Regions from separate parts of the Rattus norvegicus genome. Here all the other regions are linked to region 1. The links are chromatin contacts, called in public HiChIP or PLAC-seq maps. All regions are on one chromosome and are shown on one strand. The core of a region is the stretch at or near the end of the contact, and the rest is flanking DNA. Distances in the headings are between cores, read along the strand shown.

Region 1 (3,397 bases), core at 333-2,832:
AAAAAAGTGTACACCTTTTACTGCCTATCTTTAATACACTGTAGTTTTCTCCTTTACTTGACTCTATGAGGTGAGTTGGGAGGCTTGCTGACCACTGTGTCGGCTGCCCTACCACTGTTCTTGGATAATAAAGCACCCCGCAGAGTGTTTTGGGTAAGGACCAAAGGCACACAGGTTGGATTTTTATTTTTCCATGAATATGAAATTCTTCCTTCTCCAGTTTTAAAGCCTTCTCAACCACCTGTCATTAATTTCTCTTTCTCTTCCGCTTGGTAATCAGAGAAGCTGAGGTGGTCTTAAACAGCAGCTTCCTGTTCAAGTAGGAGCCAACAGTGCTATCTGTAAATGTCTGGGTAACTCCATTATGTGACCTAAGTTTACCAAATAACACCAGTTAGATGAATCATTTTACAGAGTGTAAAGACAGTGAAACCATTTGACTGTAAACATTAAGTGTGATTTAAAAACTCTTCCATTGCACTTAGCCATATTTTTAAGGAAAATAAAACAAGGAGACAGTAGGATTTGTAAGTTAAGGGTTCTGGTACTCATATATCATTGTCACTAAAAAAGAGTCACATTTTTCCCCCACATTTTACTTAAGTAAGATTTATCCATAGGTTGATTGATCCATTGATAGGTGATATATAGTTTATAATTGATTGATATAATATAATAGAAAGGTATAATAAGACAGATAGATGATAGATAATTGATAGGTGACTGGTAGGCATATATGTAGACAGATGGCACATAATAAATGATACATAGCTAGACAGATATAGATTGTATGTGATGGGCACTAGATAGTAAATGATAGCTAAATAGATCTAAATGATGGGCAATAGGTGATAGCTGGATGACAGGTAGATAATTAACAGATAGTTGTTGGTACAGCTATGAGTCACAACAAATGGCGCTGGGTGAAATGTAAAATTCCTTTAGAATGAGAAATCCTCTGTATAGCAATGTAGGTATAGCTTGGGTTCAGATTAGGGAGTAACACATTCAAACAGTACAATAGTTTATGTTCTCTAAATGCATAGGTTGGAGAAGGCAACCTTTCTATTCCATACATTATATACATTTGGCACAATTAATTTAAAGCTCAGTATTTGAACCTATGCTAATAGATTTTCTGTTTAAATTAATGAAGTGTTTACCTACCCTGCTGTAATAAAAATAATATCAATTGTGAGTCATAGTGATCCAGCCAACCTGAGAGTCCAAGTTACTTCATTCCCAGACCCATTTAGTTGAACCGAGATTCCACATTACAGAGAAACTAGAATGCTCAAAGTGGCTGAAAGAGGAGGCAGCCAAAGGGGTGTACAGGACCCCTTAGTACAGTCAGGACTGTTAGGGATGGCAGATGATTGTAAGATGCTTCTTCAATTAAGTTAAGAATATGTGGGGAAATCTTACCCTAAATCATGCTTTGAGATTTGACCAAATCAACTGAGATTAAATAAATACGTAAATAAATAAATAATAAATAAGACGGGAGCCTGGGATGAGCCCCATCTCAGCGGGCCAGCAGAGGTCATCGGTTGCCTGAAGTCATCTGTTTCACATCTTTAGACTGTCTTAAAATGACTCTCTCAGACGCACTGCCAGAAAATAGCCTCTTCTGCCTCCCACACAAAGCCAGAGGTAGTTTCATAAACCACAGGAAGGGAGCCAGAAAAAAAAAGCTTCTGTACACAGCTTTCCTCCAAGTCAGTGCGCCGGCTTTTATTGTGTGTCACACACAGGGTGCGTCTGGCGCACCACCGTAAACTGTATCTATCTTCCAGCTACAGAGATGGGGCTGCCAGCTACAGCACGGTTTCTCCTTTCTTTCTTTTTCCTTTCTTTCCTTTTTTCTTCCATGGGGTCATCTTTATCCCCAAACCACATCTGTCTTGAGTTTCTCTCGGATTAGTAAGGTGGATCAGTGCTCCCCGGGGCCTGCTCCAGCTGAAGTATTTTAATTTGACTAAACACCTGATTTATTTTATCTCTCCGATGAGAAAGGCAGTTTGTCTTAATAGAGCCTGTCAGCCCACAGCCCCATTCACAGCAATTTACAGGCGGCCGGGGACGCAGTGAGAGAAGAGCGCGCTGCGATTCTGTATTTTACCCTCCTCTGGAAAGCACCTAAAAGCAGCTATTCACTGCTACTGCATGTGGCATTTTAGAACTGAATTAGCTTTTTATTCAAGTAACTACACTTGTTGTGAATAGCTTATCTGTAAAATTGCTACATTCACTACTGATTTTATTAACCTTTGGCTCTATCACAAAATGGTCTTCAGTTAGGAAAGACCTTTAAAATTGACACTTTTTTTTTCCTGAGGGGCCTTTATTCCAGTGACTTTGGATTTACTGAATTTGATCCATTGAATTCTTTACCAGTTGTAGTTAAAATTTTGAGCCTCAATAGGAAGTCAATAGTGTGTAAATGAGGAAACAGTTTTTTAAATGTAAATATGGTGGCAATTTCCCTCATCAAAAGTTTTCAAATACCATCTTTTATTATAATAGTTCAGAATCCCCCCTCTAGCCTTTTTTGGTCAGAATCTGTAGAACCCGGAAAAATTAACTAAAATAGATCATTTATTTTATAACTTTTATAAATCCCTCTTCAAGCTCAATACCAAAGGAAAAAAACAGTAAATATATAAGAATTTATGTTTAACAGTTAATTTATTTTTTGGTTTAAAATGGAAATCAAAAGTCATATTTAAGATTAATTTAAAGCTCTTTCCCCCACATCAGTTCATAAAAGTTAGCGTCATAATCTGCCAGCTAATTTTGCCCATATGAAACCCATATAATTACAATTGGTAGCACAGGAAAAAAACAAAACAAAACTGGGCACTGGAAGGCTGAGAAGGGCTCCAGGGCAGAGCCATCAGGGCAGGGTTGGGCACTTTGCATGTGGACTTGCCTCTGTTCTTTGCAAATAACTCCATGCCCATGACTTCTAGAGCACAAGAATCTTTGCGAATAACGCCCTTGGCACTTAGTCGCAAAGCAGAACATGGCTCTCCTAAGAGCTAAATTTTTAGAAGAAAATGAAGAAGTATGCACAGCAGTTGAGTGGGAGACAGAAAAAGACACTTTAAAAGAATGGGGAGGGAGGTCAGAGGGGAGGAGAAAGAAAAGGTAGGGGAAAGGCCCAGGGTGGGGTAGGAGGATGAGAGAGAGAGAGAGAGAGAGAGAGAGAGAGAGAGAGAGAGAGCGCTGAGTTAAGTTCTGGGCATGTCTCTGCATGCTTTTCCTTTCTAATGAAATGAGGGTTGTGTTGTTAAAGGTAAAATTTATTTCAAATAAAGCCAAGGACAAGCAGCAGCAACTAAAGAAGTCCAAGGGCTTCAACATGAAACAAAGCTAACCAGCCTGTTTCCCTGTG
Region 2 (3,397 bases), core at 334-2,833, 370 kb after region 1:
ACTTTAAGCGGATGGAGAATAACATTAAATTTCATTTGAATCTGAGCAACATCCAGTTGAGAAAAGCACAGCCACAGTGACAGGAGCAACAGAGCACCGTCACAAAGAAGGTAAGGAAAGTGGTAAAAATACATGAACTTCTGTTTTCAAAAAACAATAAAGATAAATAAAAAGTAAGTTTTATAAACATGCCTTTCCTAGCTTAGGAAAGTTCATTTCCCAATGTGCTTTTGCTGTCAAAGGTGCAAAGCCAAGGCGAGGGAGTGCGTGGCTGGAATCTGCATGCTGATAAGAGAAGGGTGATGTACTTACAGTGACAGAGGGCAGGCTGCGGGAGAAAAGCTGTTTGTGTTAGCCTGCGAGTTACCCAGGGCTGCAGTGAGAGCCGAAGGGAGGAGGCGTGGGAGTGCCCGTCTGCGTACACCTTCACCGCGTCTCATTACATCTGCCAGCCTCTCTCTCCCTCTCTCTTTCATTTCCACATTCCCTTTGTTCCTGAAAAAAAATCTACACGTCACATCAGAGTCCCCAGATGCAGTCTACACCAAAGAAAAAAATGAATAATTCAATCAAACTGTGCATAGTCTCTAAGGCAATAAATCTATCGCACTTAAAGAAACGAAGGGTAATTACTACCATAGAATTAGAATAAGGCCAAAGACCAGAGATGTCGCTGAGTCTCTGGATAAACTCCACAGTCAAATAAAGTTTCATTTATTTAATCCTTTTTACATCTCGAACGGAAAGTCAGACAAAAAAATTTAAACTTATTTTAGAGCTATTCGCGTCTTTTGAAACACAGTCTAGAGAGTGGGGGAGGGTATTGGAGGGTCTACCTTGTTCAAAAGCTCCCAAAGACATCAGCTGAGCGCCAAGCACAGACACCAACCAAGACAATGCGTGCCGGTGGAGCCTGTCCAGAGCCCATTTCTCCCACTCCACCCTCCTCCACTCCCCTCTCTACAGCAGAGCGCCCTCCGCTTGCCCACCACTGTGACTCGACAGGAGGGCAGCTGTAATCTGAGAGCCTTACCTGCGGCAGTGCGAAGACCCAAAAGAAACCGTCTTTCGCTGCCACCAACACCCCGTGCCATTCCTACGCACCCCTCCAAAGTCCTGTAACCATCTAGATCTTCCATCTGCCTACGAGAAACTGTATACCGGATTTCCCCCCACCCCCCCAGGACTGAATGGAAGCGCTATACGGAACTGACTTCTGGATATGCCCTGGGTTGAGTTAAAGCGATGTCTGGAAAGGAAAAGAAGGGGAGGAAAAAAGGAGGGGGCAACTCAAGCCCTATCCAAGTTAGTCAGAAGGCGGTGTTAGGCGGGAAGCGCCTACGGGAGAAACAGCTGGGCTGCACACTGGCCGTGAAGATCGCAGTTCTAGGAACCGTGTCCTTCGTCCCAGAGGTAAGACTGTATGACTGTCGCATGCTTATTCTTTCACTGTCTCTCTTCCCCGCCCACAACTATCCCTACCCCTAGGGTCGGCCTGCGCGCACCCTAGAGGACTCCAGCGCAGCAAAGAGCTGTATTTTCCAGAGCCACTCATAAATCGTGGTGTCACTGAACAGAGATCTGCAAACCTGCTGTTTGTGGCAGTCCCGCCAGTTGCTCACTGACCCAGGGTACTCGGGACACATAGTGGGCGGGAGCCCCGGCCAGCGGGCCAGCCGGGTCGCGGGAGCCTGCAGGCTCAGGTGATTCCAGGAAACCTCCAGCGTCCCAAACGGGTTGGGGCTAGAGTTTCCATCCTAGAAGCGCTTCTGCCTGCTTCGGCGGATACACAGACGCGCGCGCGAGCGTGTACACACACACACACACACACACACACACACACACACACACACACAGAGTCACTAAGTCAGTCACGCACGAACGCACGGCTGACATTCCGGCCCAACGACCCGTCTACAAGGGCCCCCTTAACAGTCAATTCAGCTCTCTGAGGAGCAGCTGGGAAACTGGGATTCGTGGATGAGGCCACGGGTGCCAACCGCCAGTGCAGTCTTTGTTTACGTGCCTCGGTCGCCACCTTGAGGTGGAGCGCAAGAGTGCGCTGGGCTCAGAGCCACCAAGATCCATCAAGCAGATGGAGCTGGCAGCCAGGACAACCTCTGGGACAGAAAAAAAGAAAAAGTCCACGAAGGTCCCCCTGGAGCAGAGGAGTCCGGGAAGCCGTACTACTGGGAAACCCGAGTCAGGAGATGGCAGAGAGACACCTGCTAGTGCCAGTACCCGGTGCGCTGCGTTCTCTCACTAGACTACAAACCTGGGATTAGAGAACAGATCCAAGATAGAACTTTTATCACTAACTACCCAGGCAGAGAATGGGTAGTTAGCTTGAGAAAGACACGTCCTCAGCTCCTATAAGACGGAGAACATGGCTCCTGGCCGACTCGGCCTCTCTTGGGTTCCTTTGCTTTGCTCTTCAACGGGAGACAAAGGTACTTAGAGATGCCATAAGCAGAGGTCTCAAGATGAGAACCCAGAACAGGGGCGGAACGTTGAGGCAGCATAGTTGTCTGCTGTGAAAGCTGAGTCCCATTTCCCGAAAACTTAGGGCTTCCAGGCACCTTAAGAATAGGTTTGGTAAAACAATGGTGTGCTGTTAATTGCTTCACCTGCTTTCATTTCTGAAGCCCATTTTCACTCACTGCTCTGCAGATATATTTGCTGTGGATATTCAGCCCTCTTGCTGAATCTTGCCCCAACCTACTGCAGTCGCTCTTTGTTATTCCTGGACAAGTGGCTTCAAGGCTTGGAGGCATCTTACAAAGCCATCCCAAAGGTCCTCCTCAGAGAGCTGCCCTGAGAACACCTCTGAGATTTTTCACTGCTGCTTGGGTACATAAATGTTATTTAAATATGATGCTTTACAAAAGAAGAATTGTTTAAGAAAAAGGACACTTGGGACCTATTTTGAGTTATATGAAAGCTTAAACCAGGTCTGGCTGACACCAGCTGCGGCCTCCAGTATTTGGCCAGCAATAAATAAATAAAAGGAAATTTGTAAATAGGTCCACAGCAATATTATGCTAACGGCCAAAAGGAAATGTTTTCTCTGAAAAGAGTAGCAACAAGCCTCTAAGCCAGACCACTCTCCTGATTCATGCTACAGCCCAGCAAATCAACGGTGCCTTTACTCATGTGGAAAGCTGAGTGTTATTGAATATAGTACTGAAGTTTCCCAGGGAATCCCAATTATAGAAACACCTGTGCTAAGTAATGTTATTCTAATCCACTATGAAAATCGTAAGTATGTAATAGCCCTCAAATCATCTCATTTCTTAGTCACAGTGGGGTGGGCCAACTTCATGGAAGAACATTAGACTTGTACAATGCCCCCGAGCCCTAACTCAAAGGAAGCTTGGCTTTGCTATACATAATACTG
Region 3 (3,397 bases), core at 546-3,045, 300 kb before region 1:
TGCAGAGTGAGAAAGGTGGGTGGAGCAGGGGTCCAGTCACAAGGCTAACCATCCTGCATGGTTCATTCATCACTTGCAATGCCTTATATTTTCAGGGGAGGGGTGGTGGTAGATTCAAGTTCAAATGAATTCCCACTCTCCACCACTCACTCTTTGGATCTATTTTGCTTACATTAAAAGAATGAAAATATGTGTTTGCATCAAAAAGTGAAAGCAATAGAACAAGACCAAAACCAAACAAAAGCAAACTAGTTCAGAAGCGGCCCTTAACCACCCACAGGGAGCACCCTTCAGCATCCCTGCTGCTGTCTGGTTCTGTTCTGGGCTTACCATTTGAGATTTCTTTCACATTGTGCACATGTCTGACCTGAGCTACCATTTCTACTAGTTGCTGGAAATACTCAAAAGTAGCTGAACTACCTCGTGCCTGAACCAGGCTGGGTAAGGACTCTGCCATGGGTGCCTCAGACTTTCCCAAAGACTCACGGAGATAATATACTTTGCGGATATCTTCTAATTCTAGAACCCTTTAAAAAGGTTTCTGTACATCTCTCTTAATATTTTTATTTTCAAAAATTATATGTCAGACTATAAAGATGGTGTACCCAGTCAAATGGTTGCTTCATAAGCATGGAGAAGTGAGTTTGATTCCCCTGAACACCTATGTAAAAGTCTTACAATCCAGTTTCTGGAGAGGTGCAGGCAGGAGGATGGATGCCTGTGGCTCACAGGTTGGCCAGCCAAATCAGAGAGTTTCAGGATAGTGAGGGATCCTGTCTTAAAAACTAGGTAGATGACACCTAAGGAATGATACCCCAGGCTGACCTCTGGCTGCAATAGGCATACACACAGATGGCACATGTGCCTCACACATGTGTACAAGTACACACATGCATGTGCAAAGGAAGAACAAGTCATTTTCCAGTACATAATTTTTGACACTGACAGAGTTCCAAAAAATAATTTTTCATTTTCACACATATCTATCAGTTTATTCATTCTTCATTCAATTTCCTGCTTTTAACAGGTTTTCCATGGAGACCAAAATTATATCCATCCCTACACTAGATATTTTCTTTAAAGCATAGTCTCAGGCTGGCCTCAAACTCAAGACCCAAATAACTCAGTTATTAGGGCTGGAACTTAAGGTATGTGTCACAACGTTCAGTTCTAGACATGTCTTTTATTGTGTCAATTTCTGCACAGCTCCTGATCCTGGACCAACTTTATTTGCTAAGAGGAGTAGCTGCAAGTTATTGTTAATGAAGGGTGACTGCAATAAGACTGACAATGTCAGACTCACTTCTCCATTGGCTAAAAGTCCCCCATGAGGATGACAGGAAGGATACTTTCCACAGTTACACCCTCAGACTTAGGATCTGGTTAGAGCCAATGAATACAGAGATAACCTGAATTAAGCACTTCACAGTCCAGGAAAAAAAAAGGCCATAAGGGAAGTGGGTCTACAGGGACATTTTTGTTGAAAATATAAGTAGCTTTTGGGTCAGGTTCTCACCTCTCCTTACACTGAATCTCTCTGGCCTTATGGTCGTCTGCTGTTTGTCATAGATCTGAGTGACGCTTCCCCAGAAGGCTTCCATACCACTTTGACTCATATCTTTGCAGTGGTCTCTAAAGAGAGTTCAGCTATGGCTATGTACGTAGACAGGAAACATTTAGGACATGGAGGTGTCTTACAAGATTTATGAAACTTTTGAGACTGAGAGCACACGTACACAACATACGCCCAGCTCTCACACCCACCCCTGGTCTCACATTCTGTGCATGCTCCAAACCCACTCACAACTTCTGCTGCTTCCACCAGGCCATTCGGATACACTCACTTGTGCAAACAGATAGCCTTGCTCTGTCCCCCACCAGCCTTCCTGAGAATTGTTCTGTGAAAACGCTATCATTGTGCCCACGGCTGGCCCCGGGCTAAAATGGGAAGTGGGAGAAGCTTGCATTTGGCTCTCCCCAACCTCTCTCAGACTCTCCCTCCTGCAGCTGCCAGCTGCACCCCTGACCTAGCTTTTCCCATCTCACTGTGCCTCCATTAGAAACCACCCTGTCTGGCTGCCACTCCTCCCGGCCTTGCTCTGGGCTTGAAAGATGCCAGTGGGTTTTCCTTAATAGGACTTTTCTAAGAGACGGAGACTTAACCCTCAAATGCTGTCAAGTTGGAATGATGTCTTGGGCCAGAAAGAACCCTACCCATTTAAGGAAACTAAGAGACACACCCAGGCAGTCCTAAGCCACCATGCCAGCCATCACTTTGAGCACTAGACCCTGAGCTGGTGCCCCTTGCTCCTTTTGTGGCCTTTTGTGCTTCTGGCTCCAAGATCCCCTGCCTCCCATTTCCCAAGCAAAGCTCTGCCTCTCCCTTTGGCCTTAGTCCACAATGATACAGTCCTTAGCATGGCTACCTCTCCTGTTCCTCGCATTCCTCCAACCCTGCCTACCCTGAGGCAAACCATACCTTACAATACGCCTTGGCAGTCTCCCCCCATGTCAAGCTCTGACTTCCTGTAGGATCTGGGCAAAAATGGCCCAAAGGCAAGAGTCCCAGATCTTAATAGAGAACAAGTAAGCACTTAATCAACACTCATAGCTCATACCCTAAAGACACCTCATTTCTCTGCTTTGGGCCTCCCCTGGTGAACCAGCAATAGTAGTATCACTATTGAATGTTCGTGCAATGTCACTTGTGAGCACTTATAGACATGAACCTGCTCACCACAGAATATGTGTTCTGAATCTTGTCCAGTAACAGGAGTTATATTCCTGGCAGCAATGTTCTGGGAGCTCTGGGCCAGGTCCTGCAAATGAACCGTGGCATGGGCTGCTTGGCCAGATGGGGGCAGCAGAGAGCTATCTGAGGGTCAAACTGGGACCCATGGGGCCACCTGGGGGTCCAAAGTAGACAGCCAGGACCCAAGGCCTGAGATCAAGCAGGGCAAGCTAGACAAGAAATAGAGCTAGGAAGAACCGCTTCTGAAGTGCCTCCCGGTATTGTACTGCTCCTCCCTTTACCTCCACAGATTGCCCATCACCATTTGCTAAGGCTGATCTTTCTAAGCAGTTCACCCCCCAACTGTCAGATTTGAATAGGTCAACTGTAAGCCAAGAAGAGTTGAACGCCCGTAGGTAAAAGTCCATGGATTTCAAGAACCAACCATGGACCAAGCATGGGCCTTCTCCTCATCCAATAGCTGAACCATCCTTCACAAGCGTGCCTCCACTCCTCTGTTGACTGCTAAGAATGCTGTCTAGTCTAATTCCACCATGCCTATCAGAATCCTGTCTGCTTTCCACGTTTAACTCAAATGCTCTCTTTGTTAGGACGTCTGCCTTGATTTGGCCAGTGCCTAACTAGAAACATCTATCTTTGGCTATC

Evidence for each region. HiChIP or PLAC-seq counts read pairs in DNA pulled down with a chosen protein or histone mark.
Region 2: a contact with region 1 is called in an H3K27ac HiChIP or PLAC-seq map of oligodendrocytes, with 16 times the contacts expected there. The contact joins two enhancer-like sites. A contact is called at or near these places in 5 of 12 Hi-C or Micro-C datasets (Schwann cells, hepatocytes, liver and 2 more) and 1 of 1 datasets of contacts at active chromatin or transcription factors (oligodendrocytes).
Region 3: a contact with region 1 is called in an H3K27ac HiChIP or PLAC-seq map of oligodendrocytes, with 4 times the contacts expected there. The contact joins two enhancer-like sites. A contact is called at or near these places in 1 of 12 Hi-C or Micro-C datasets (kidney) and 1 of 1 datasets of contacts at active chromatin or transcription factors (oligodendrocytes).

What each region holds. Positions count from the first base shown.
Region 1 is chr1:179,342,774-179,346,170 of GRCr8, forward strand. The region is part of intron 5 of Sox6 (SRY-box transcription factor 6); the gene reads right to left. Among named protein-coding and RNA genes, the nearest start is that of Trnav-aac35, 46 kb to the right of the region's middle. Within about 2 kb of position 1,583, at least 12 of the 93 cell types and tissues checked have an H3K27ac peak or open chromatin away from gene starts, as enhancers often do.
Region 2 is chr1:179,711,233-179,714,629 of GRCr8, forward strand. It overlaps a transcript of Sox6 not described here. Among named protein-coding and RNA genes, the nearest start is that of Sox6, 48 kb to the left of the region's middle. Within about 2 kb of position 1,584, at least 17 of the 93 cell types and tissues checked have an H3K27ac peak or open chromatin away from gene starts, as enhancers often do.
Region 3 is chr1:179,046,251-179,049,647 of GRCr8, forward strand. No RefSeq gene overlaps it. Among named protein-coding and RNA genes, the nearest start is that of Trnav-aac35, 340 kb to the right of the region's middle. Within about 2 kb of position 1,796, at least 4 of the 93 cell types and tissues checked have an H3K27ac peak or open chromatin away from gene starts, as enhancers often do.